Regions from separate parts of the Oryctolagus cuniculus genome. Here region 2 is linked to region 1. Evidence: chromatin contacts called from public Micro-C data. All regions are on one chromosome and are shown on one strand. The core of a region is the stretch at or near the end of the contact, and the rest is flanking DNA. Distances in the headings are between cores, read along the strand shown.

Evidence for each region. A called contact is a pair of places that touch in the nucleus more often than the background predicts.
Region 2: a Micro-C map of ear pinna shows a contact between it and region 1, with 2.4 times the contacts expected there. The contact joins two enhancer-like sites. A contact is called at or near these places in 2 of 6 Hi-C or Micro-C datasets (ear pinna and skin fibroblasts).

What each region holds. Positions count from the first base shown.
Region 1 is chr1:232,243,832-232,248,814 of mOryCun1.1, forward strand. It overlaps PTPA (protein phosphatase 2 phosphatase activator), which reads left to right. Exons shown (of 10, transcript NM_001082680.1): 4 at 948-1,073; 5 at 2,340-2,457; 6 at 4,923-4,983. Among named protein-coding and RNA genes, the nearest start is that of PTPA, 16 kb to the left of the region's middle. Within about 2 kb of position 2,955, at least 3 of the 8 cell types and tissues checked have an H3K27ac peak or open chromatin away from gene starts, as enhancers often do. A contact at or near this core is called in ear pinna, where this site is marked.
Region 2 is chr1:232,631,491-232,636,373 of mOryCun1.1, forward strand. No RefSeq gene overlaps it. Among named protein-coding and RNA genes, the nearest start is that of TOR1B, 16 kb to the right of the region's middle. Within about 2 kb of position 2,676, at least 3 of the 8 cell types and tissues checked have an H3K27ac peak or open chromatin away from gene starts, as enhancers often do. A contact at or near this core is called in ear pinna, where this site is marked.

The DNA of each region.
Region 1 (4,983 bases), core at 1,705-4,204:
TGTGCGGGCCTCGGGCCTGCCGCCCGCCCTGTGGTGAGCCTGCTTCTCCCCCTCCGGGCGCCTTTTTCTGTGGGCCTCACCCTGCTGCCTCCTCCCCGCGTCAGGATTTTCTGGAAGTTTTTCCTTGTAGCCTTCATTCTTGGAACACGGGCGAGATCTGCTTCCCTGCAGGGCCCCTCTTGCCGGGACTGCCTTCCCGCCAGCGTCTCCTCCAGGCCCTTCCCAGAGCGGCGCGTCCCGCCCGCCCCCAGCACCCCTGAGGTCCCACGCAGCGTCTGGGGCGTTGAGCCACCCCCACCTGCGACACCAGTTCCCTTCCCATTCCTGGTGGCCCAGCACCCAGCTCTCCACAGGGTCGGCTGCGGGAGGACCCACGCCGGCCCCCTCGTTAAGGGCTGGCGGGAACTCCTGCTCCCATGTTGTCCCCGTGAGCAGGTGCCGTGCGTGGCAGTTGCGGGGGCCTGCGGCTGCGCATCCCCAGCCCGTGCTCAGGGAGCTCAGGTCTCTTGCATGTGGTCTCATGGCGACTGCAGGGCGTTCACGCAGGACCAGGACCCAGGCCCGTGGCCTTCAGCCTACTACGACACTCGGGCCTGTGCCAGGGCTGGCGGGGCCGCACCCCTGATGGGTGGCGTCCCGAGCTCGGCACCAGACCACGTGCGACCTGGGCTGGAGCCGGTGGTTGTCCAGTGCCTCCTGGTAGGCCGGCCAGAGACACCCCGGCCCGGCCCCTCAGCCTCGTGTTCGTCCTGCTCTGAGCCGCCTTCATTTTCAGGACAGCTAGGAAGAAACGGGGAGAGCGGGGAGAGCAGCCAGTCCGTGCCGGCCTGGGTCCCCTCGGGCAGGGCCTGGCCCCCCGCCCTGGGGTCCACTAGTGACAGGGCCTGGCCCCCCACCCTGGGGTCCACTAGTGACGGGGCCTGGCCCCTCGCGCTTCGCCTCTGCAGGCCGTAGAGAAGCTGCTGGCCCTCCTGGACACGCTGGACCGCTGGATCGATGAGACCCCGCCCGTGGACCAGCCCTCTCGATTCGGGAACAAGGCCTACAGGACCTGGTACGCCAAGCTCGATGAGGTGAGGCTGCCGCGGGCCGGCGCGGCGCTGCCGAGAGCAGGTGTCTGGAGCCCTGCATGTCCGGGTCCCAGGTGCAAATTTGCGAGTCAGCCACCAGATCCAAGTGCTCGTAACTGCCCCGCCATCGGCGGGGACTGCGGCTGCGCTGGCGCCGCTCTCGGCACGGGGCTGACACGGGGCTGTCTGTCCAGGGGCTGGTGGGGGCCGTTAAATAAAGCCGTCCATCCACACTGGACAGCCATGCAGCCGCGGGAGAGGACGAGGGGGCTGTGTGGGGAACTCGTGGGAGGACTCGCTGACCTGCCGTCAGGACAGAGGGGCCAGGGGCCAGTGGCTGTGGTGAGCCACCGTTTGCTCAGGGACCTCGGTGGGAGGACCCGGGGGCTCCCTCAGCCGGAGCAGGTGTTACCTGCTCAGACGGACACGGAAATGCAGGATGGCAGCCCCTCCGTGGGAAAGCAGTGTGGGCGCAGGTCAGGCCTGGGGGGCCAGACCCCCACCGCTTCTAGGACACTCTCGGGTCAGCTCAGTCCTAGTGCTGGGCGCACCGTGGGCAGTGAGCGGAGGGGAGGGGGCGCGCACGTGCACAGGCACACACGCACACGCCCTGCCTGGGGCAGCCTGCGGGCTTGCGACAGCCTAGTCCTCTTGAAGATCTGGTGGCCTGTAGCAGAGGTGGCTGGCGAAGCAGAGCCGCAGCGTGGATCTCCAGGCTTTCAGCCGCACGCTGCCCCCCGTGTCAGGCCGTAGACATTCCAGTGCTCCTGCAGGGCCCTCGTGTGCCCTCCCAGACTCGTCTGGTTTCCATCCCTAAGTTGATTTTGTTTTTGAACCTGACGCGTGTCTCAGACCCAGGCGGTGGTCCTGTGACGCCACAGGTCTGGCTCTCTGCAGTGTGGACTCCACCGTGTATACGGCACAGGTCTTCATTGCCCGTGATGGGCTTTTCCGCGGGTCCCACCCCTCGGCTTCTCGGAACACCCTGGCGTGTGTCTCTGGGTAGACTCAGGGCGCCAACCCAGCTGCCGCGGGACAGTGGTCCCGAGCCCCAGTGAGTTCCCAGAGGGAGAGCTGAGGGGTAGCTCTCCCGACCCCCCTCCACGCTCCCCCTCCCCCCGCCGCCACCTGTGCCCTGGAGGGAGGGGTGCGCGGGACAAGCTGCTGCGTGGAGCCAGCTCTCTGCCTGCCCCTGTGGCCCGGCAGAGCGGGGAGCCAGGCCAGACGCTGCCGAATCTGCCGCGGCCACCTGGTGTCTCTTGTTATCAGGAAGCAGAGGGCTTGGTGGCCGCCGTGGTGCCCGCCCACCTGGCAGCTGCTGTGCCGGAGGTGGCCGTGTACCTGAAGGAGTCCGTGGGCAACTCCACGCGCATCGACTACGGCACAGGTAGCTGCCGCTCGCAGGCCCTGCCTGCTGGTGGGGGCCGCATGTTGCTCAGGGCCCCCGTGGGTGGGGGCGTGGCGGTGTGGGCGGCCTGGAGCCGCGGCCCTCGGCCTGGTCCACCAGGGGGCGCCGGTGCCGCAGACGTGCTGCCTGCGTGCACAGCGCTGACAGCGCACGTCACCCGGGCGATCTCTCGCTGGCTGCGCCTCGGGCAGCTGCTGGCGGACGGCCTGAGGGAGAGCTTCTTGCTGACCACTGCAGCCTCGTGTGCACTCCCCTGGCCCCTCCCTCTTTTTTAAAGATCTTACAGTATTTTGGAAGGCAAAGGTGCAGAGATGGGGAGAGAGAGATGTGCCAGCACACGGTCACTGCCCAGATGACCCCCACAGCCAGTGCTGGAGCAGGCCTGCGGGTCTCCCACAGGGGGCAGGGGCCCAAGCACGTGGGCCATCCTCTGCTGCCCTCCCCGGCACCTCAGCAGGGAGCTGGATCGGACATGGGGCGGCCGGGACTTGAACTGGGATGCCGACATCGAAGGCAGTGGCTTACCCAGCTGCGCCACGGCCACGGCCCTGCCCTTGTCTCTTCGTCTCTTTGGCTGTGCTCTTGAGCTCTGGCTCTGTCGTCCAGGCCAGCCTGGCTGAGAGGGATGCGTGGCCCCGGCCAGGGCGGCCCTGTTTGCAGGGCTCACCTTCCTTTCCATCTGGGGAGGTGGCGCACAGGCCCTCTTGCAGCTGGGGCCTGGGAAAGCTCTGTCCCCTGCCGATGGGGCCAGGTCCAGCAAGCAGGGAGCCAGAGGGGCCCGGGGAGGCGGGGCAGTGGCGATGGCCGCTCGCTGCTGCAGCCGCAGCTCTCTGGGCCTGCCCGGCTCTGCCGCTGGCCCTCCATGCGGGGCCGGCCACTCCTGCTGGGTGCACCCTGGGAAGGAAGGCGGGGCTCTTCCTCCTTGTTGCCAGCGTGCGCCGCCGTTGCTGCTGGCAGCCACGCTGGGCTCTCCGGGTGACGGCGACGGCTGAGCCTGGCGTGGCTGACGTGACAGTGGCCCTGATGCAGCGCTGGTGTGTGTCCACACGGGCGACGCCCCGCAGCCCCAGCCTGCTTCTTCTGCAGCTCTCTTCCCGGCCTCGCTCCCGGTTTTATTAGTGGTCTCCATCCGACTCCTTAGGGAGGGGACAGGTGTGCGTGTGTGGGCTCTGCCCCGGCACCTGGGATTGGACAGTCTGTGAGCAGACACGGTGCGGGAGTCGGGTGTAACGCCTGTCTTCCCTGCGGGGTCGGAGGTCGGAGTGCCCACGTAGCAGGTGCAGTGGGTAGGGTGGGGCGCCTGGGACGCCTGCGCCGTGTCGGCTGCTTTGCTTCCCGGGAGCACTGGCGGGCGGCCGCAGTGGTGGCTGAGACCGGCCCTGCCTGCCATCCATGCAGGAGGTCGGATGGAGCTCCTGGCCCTGGCCTCGGCCTGGCCCGGCTCTGGCTGCCGTGGGCATTTGGGCAGTGAACCAGCGGATGGAAGGCTCCTCTCTCACTCTGCCTTTCAAGTGAAAATTACGTAAAACTTTATTTCTTTTATTTGTTTGAAAGAGTGACAGAGGCACAAAGAGCTCCTTCATCGACTGGTTCCTCTCGCACTCCCAGCAGGGAGCTGCATCGCAAGGGTGGCTCAAATGGGTGCTCTGACGCGGGGAGCAGGCGTCGTGGGTGGCAGCTTATCCCTCTGCACCACAAAGCCCGCCCCAGACTGGAAAACACTGAGAGGGGCACACCGTGGCACAGTGGGTAAGCCGCTGCCTGCAGCGCCAGCATCCCGCTCGGGCGCCAGTTCCAGTCCCGGCTGCTCCACTTCCTGTCCAGCTCCCTGCTAATGCACCTGGGAGAGCAGCAGAGGACGGCCAAGTGCTGGGCCCCTGACCCACGTGGGAGACCCGGAGGCAGCTCCTGGCTGTGACCTGGTGTTGTGACCATTTGGAGAGTGAACCAACGCATGGAAGATTCTCTCTCCCTCTCTCCCTCTCCCTCCCTCTCTCTCCCTCTCTCCCTCTCTCCCTCTCCCTCTCTCTCCCTCTCCTTCTCTCCCTCTCCCTCTCCCTCTCCCTCTCCCTCTCCCTCTCCCTCTCCCTCTCCCTCTCCCTCTCCCTCTCCCTCCGTATCTCTGCCTTTTGAATAAATTGAATCCTTAAGGAATACGTAGAGAGGAGTCGCTGAGTGGTTTGATGAGCCGGCCAGCTACGTCTAAAGGCCCGTTGGGGAAGTCAGCGGCCCGGGCCCCGGAGGAGGCAGCGGGTGGTCCTGGGCTGGCTGCAGGGCCTGGTTCTTTCTGGACGGGAAAGCAGCCCCAGTGCCTTGGCATCAAGCCCCCTCCCAGGGCCGCTGACCTGTGACGTGGGCTCGGGGAGAGCAGGGTCAGTCGCGGCTCTGTTTGTGGAAGACTCAGCGTGGCCGTGGCCGTGGCCGTGGCCGGTGTCTCTCCCCAGGGCACGAAGCAGCCTTTGCTGCTTTCCTGTGCTGTCTGTGCAAGATCGGGGTGCTGCGCGT
Region 2 (4,883 bases), core at 1,426-3,925, 390 kb after region 1:
CACTCATGGGCTCAGACGAGTCTGTGTGCCTTAGAACACAGGCCGCTCTGTTGGAGAGCAATGAGCCCCTCACTCCTGACCCCAAGCAAGGGGTCGTGAGAACCCCTGGTCTGCAGCCAGTGGTCAGGGGCACGGGTGACTCTCCTGAGTCACAGCTGACATCTAAATGAGGGGCACAGGGGGCCGGCGTCGTGGTGCAGTGGGCTAAGTTGCCACTTGGGACACCCGCATCCCACATCAGAGCGCCGGTTCTGAGTCCTGGCTGCCCTGCTTCTGATCCAGCTCCCTCCTAAGGTGCCTGGGAAAGCAGCAGATGAGGGCCCAAGTCCCTGGGGCCCTGCCACCCATGCAGGAGACCAGCATGGACAGCCTGGCCCAGTCCTGGCTGCTGTAGCCACTTGGGGAGTGAACCAGCAGATGGAAGACCTCTCTCTCTCTCTCTCTCTCTCTCTCTCTCTCCCTCCCTGATTCTGCTGCTCTGCCTCTCAAATAAATAAGTACACCTTTAAAAATGATAGAAACAAGGAGGGAGGGGTGCTAGCTACCGGACGGAGCCTTTAACCAGGGGTTTCTGCGACTCCAGGAAGTAGCAGGAGAAGGGCGTTGAGAGTAGCAGGGGTGCGGGAAGCGAGCTGTTCTCCCAGCAGGGCATCATTGTTTCACTCATAATCAGAATTCTGGAATCACTCATCAGACACTTGACACTTTCTTTCGGGCCCGGTCTCACCATCCGGTGTGAGTTATCTCAACGGACTGTGTGGGCTCCCCACTCGCTGGGCCCCCGGGGACCACACGTGGCCCGTGGCTGCCGCCATGGCCGCCGTGGCCGGGCATCTTTCCCCAAGGAGGAGGCCGACCTCACCTGCCTTTCACCGTGTAACGAGTGTTCTAGGACTCGACACCCTCCTGGGTCAAGGTCACGGGTGTGGTCAGACTCTCAGACCAGCCTATCGGTCCAGCCCCCGAGCCCGCGAATCACGACGCTGAGGCTGCCCCAGACCCCGGCTGATCTGGGCCTTCGAGGTCCACGCCACACACCCCAGAGCGGGATGGAGAGCACACAGAGTAGTGGCAAACCCAGCATGGAGCTTGACCGTTGGAAAAGTGCTACCTCAGCCATCTCGTGCGGTGAATCTCCCCCCGCTTTTAGGGGAGGGGAAGGTGAGGCTGGAGAGGCCATGTACCTGCCCCCGTAGCCTACAGGAGCAGGAAGGAGCACAACCCTGCATGAGTGCCTGGGCCCCGTCAGGCGCCACCCCTGCCTGTGAGAGCACCGCCCAAAGCCTCACTCTCTCCATCTCTAAAGTGGGTACGATAGACCTGCCTCCCAGGACCCCTGAGACCACAGAACTGTGCCGGCTGAACTGCAGACCATCGCTGCTACTGCTGGTATTTTAGCAGCTGGGATTCAAAGGGGCAACAACTTCACGCAGAGGGCAGGCGATTTTTCGTTTGTTTTCTACTTTATTCAAGAGGCGGAGAGACGGGGGTGGGGAGAGAGAGCCAGGGCTCCCCTCCTCTGGTTCACTCCCTAACTACCCACAACCGCCGGGGCAGCGCGGGGTCAAAGTGCAGGAATCCCCTGTGAGCGGCACCTGACCGCTTAGGATCCGCATCACCAAGAAGCTGGAGTCAGGAGCGGGAGTGGGGCTTCAAACGCAGGCCCAGACCTGGGACACGGGGCGCGGACACTTTACTGCGGGAAAGCCACCGTAAACACGGCAGCCACTCAGGACACACGAGGCCCAGCCCTGGATCCCGCCCTGTGCCTCGTGAGGCCTCCCTGCAGCAAAGCCCTGGCCCCCGGGGTCCTCGCTGCCCCTCTGCCCTGCCTCGGAGGCGGGGCTACCCCCCTCTGCTCTGTTGGGTGCTCAGCGCCCCTGGAAGCAAAGCCTCCCCTCCTCCAAAAGCCAGTTTCGGTCACCTGTCCCGACCACGTGGGGCTCCAGGACACTGCCCGCGCAGGAGGGCCTGCCCGCTGTCACCTTGCGCTGGCACAGACAGGACACGGTGGCCGGCCACGCCCCTCGCTGCCAGCAGCCCCCTCCTCACTGTGTTTCCCGTCGCGCATTCTCCAAGCAGGAGTCTGGCTGCTGGCACTGGGACCCTGTCACCGTTGAGCATGCCAAGGGCGGCCGCGGAGAGACGAGACCACCAAGCCCCCCCCCCAGGGGGGGGAGGGGGCCCAGAGGCTGAGCGGACCCAGTCTGGCTTCCAGCCAAGTGTAGGACCTGGCCAGAGAGAGCAGGCTCTCACTCCCAGACAGGGGGAGCAGAGACCCGGCCTCGGCTTGGGGTGTTCCACCCTAGCCGCCAAATTAATGCCAGCAATTAGCCAGCTGTGTCCCGGCCCCCAGTGCTTTCCATGTGTGAGCTCATTGTCTCCCTGCGGCTGTCTTCATGGGTGGGGCTGTTAGGATCCCCATTTTAGAGATGAGAAAATTGGGGTTCAGGATAAGGACGTGACTCAACCAACATCTATAAAAGACTCCGCAGAGAGCCCCGGGGCGTGGGGAGGGCTTGGCTGAGCGGGGGCTGAAGCCCGGAGCGGGGTGTGGCTGGACCCAGCTGGACGCTCCAACCCCACCCAGGGTCTCGGGGGAGCAGAAAGGGAGTGCGTGCGCTCTGCGTGCCGGGAAGTCATCCCAGGGCTGGGGAGCGGCACGCCTGAGGCCGGAGCCTGCCAAGGCCACCCCGCCCCTGCCTGGGCACAAGCTGCAGCCCGGCGTGACAGCCCCAGGAGGCCCTGCGCCTCCTATCTCATGCCCGGAAACCCAGCCAGCCCCTGCAGGCGGGCGACGTGCCTGGCATGTTTTCAGGCATTACCAGGGCGTGTGCGCATGTGTGTGTGCGTGTATGCGTGTGTGCACGCGTGCTTGCGTGTGTGTGCACGCCTGTGTGTGTGTGCACACCTGTGTGTGTGTGTAAACGCTTCTCCCCCACTCCCACCTGCTCTGCTGAGGTTCGGCCGCGTACCTGGTGCAGGGCCTCGGGGCTGCGTGAGGCCCAGGGGCCTGGGGCCTCGGAGCAGAGCCGTGTGCGGCTGAGGGTGATTGGACCCCACTCCAGCTCAGGGTCCCAACCCCTTGCCCTCCTCCCCCACCCCTCCCCCAGCCGCCCAGGCCTGGCGCTGCTTCCAGCCTCGTACCCCGGCCCTCGCGGGAGGCCTGGGCCAGCTGGAAACCCGAGGGGCTCTGGGCTCTGCTTTGTCCTCCCTCTCTCCCCAGCGTGACTCAGCCAGGGACAGGGCCTGGGCGGCAGCCAGGGCCTCCATTTTACGCAAGCTTTGCTCTTCACGCAAACCACAGGCCGGTGAGGGCCTCGCCTCTGCCTCTCACTCTCCAAGGGCAGGCTCCGGGCGCTGGGCAAAGAGCAACCCCCCCGCCCCGGAAGCAAAGTCACCAGTGCAGGGGGCTTCCCCCAGAGCCAGCTCAGCCCCTCGATGCTGCGTCCCGCTGCCCCCCCCCACCCCGTCCTGCCTGCTATCCCCACCACGCCCTCGTCCTCTTCTCCAGCCAAGAGAGTGACCACCAGCTAAATCCGGCGGGCAAGCCGTGGCCGCAGGGTTTTTCCAAAGGGAGCTTCGCGTCTGAGGACAGCCTGGTGCTAGGTCACGTGTTCATTCCTTCACGCGTGTGTGCAGTGGAGCGGAAAGAGTGTTGGTGCAGGAGTCAGACAGCCCGTGGGCGTGTCCTGCTCCGCAGGGGCCACTTTTGCAACCTGGGACGTCCCGTCCCTCCTCCGTCCCCTCGCGCGGGCTGTGGGCAAAGACTGCTCTGCAGAGTTCAGACTGAGCCGGGGCACCGAGCTCTGGGGTACAAGAAGGGCAGTGGCCGGCTCAGGTGTCTGGGGGCTGGGGGAGCCCGAGGTGGGGGACAGTGAGACTGTGCTGCAACAGGGCCTGAGAAAGACCTGCAAAGGGGACAGCCTCGCGGGCAGCCTGGGCCCAGAGCAGCAGGTGTGACCAGGGCAGGACCCAGGGGACCCCCGCCTCCGCAGGCGCTGAGAAGGGACTGTGTCTCCCGCTGGTGGGGAGGTCTGGGAGCAGCCACACAGGGGAAAACTCAGAGCTGTGAATTTAAGAGCTGAGTGCTGGAGCCAGCATTGTGGCGTGGTGGTTTAAGCCGCTGCCCGTGATGCTGGTATCCCTTGTGGGTGCCGGTTCGAGTCCTGGCTGCTCCGCTTCCGAACCAGCTCCCTGCTAATGCAGCAGAGGCCGGCCCAAGTGCTTGGGCCCCTGCACCCACACGGGAGACCCTGATGAAGCTCCTGGCTTCTGGCTTCAGGCTGGCCCAGCCCTGGTCGTTGTAGCCCTTTGAGGAGTGAACCAGCGGATGGAAGACCTCTCTCTCTCTCTGTATCTCTGCCTCTCTTTCTGTAATTCTGACTTCCAAATAAATTATTTATATAATATATATAATTCCAAATAAATAATTTATATTACAAAATAACATAAAGAAACACTTGGGGAAACCAGAATTAAAAGACAAGTTAGTTGGGGCCAGCGTTGTGGTGGAGTGGGTTAAACCTCCATTTGCAGTGCTGGCATCCCACATAGCAGCACTGGTTCAAGACCCGGCTGCTCCACTTCCTATCCGGCTCCCTGCTGATGCATCTGGGAAAGCAGTGGAGGGTGGCCCAAGTGCTTGGGCCCCTGCACCCACGCGGGAGACCCGGATGGAGCTCCCGGCCCTAGGTCGTGTGGCTGTTTGGGAAGTGAACCAGCAGATGGAAGATCTCTTTCACTCTGCCTATCCAATAAGTTTTAAAAAGGTTGTAAAGGAATATGTTAACTTTGATGCAAACGTTTTGAAATCCAGGTCTTCAAAGTGTTCATGAAAAAACCGCGTATGGATTTCAATGTTCTTTTGCACCAAAATCAAC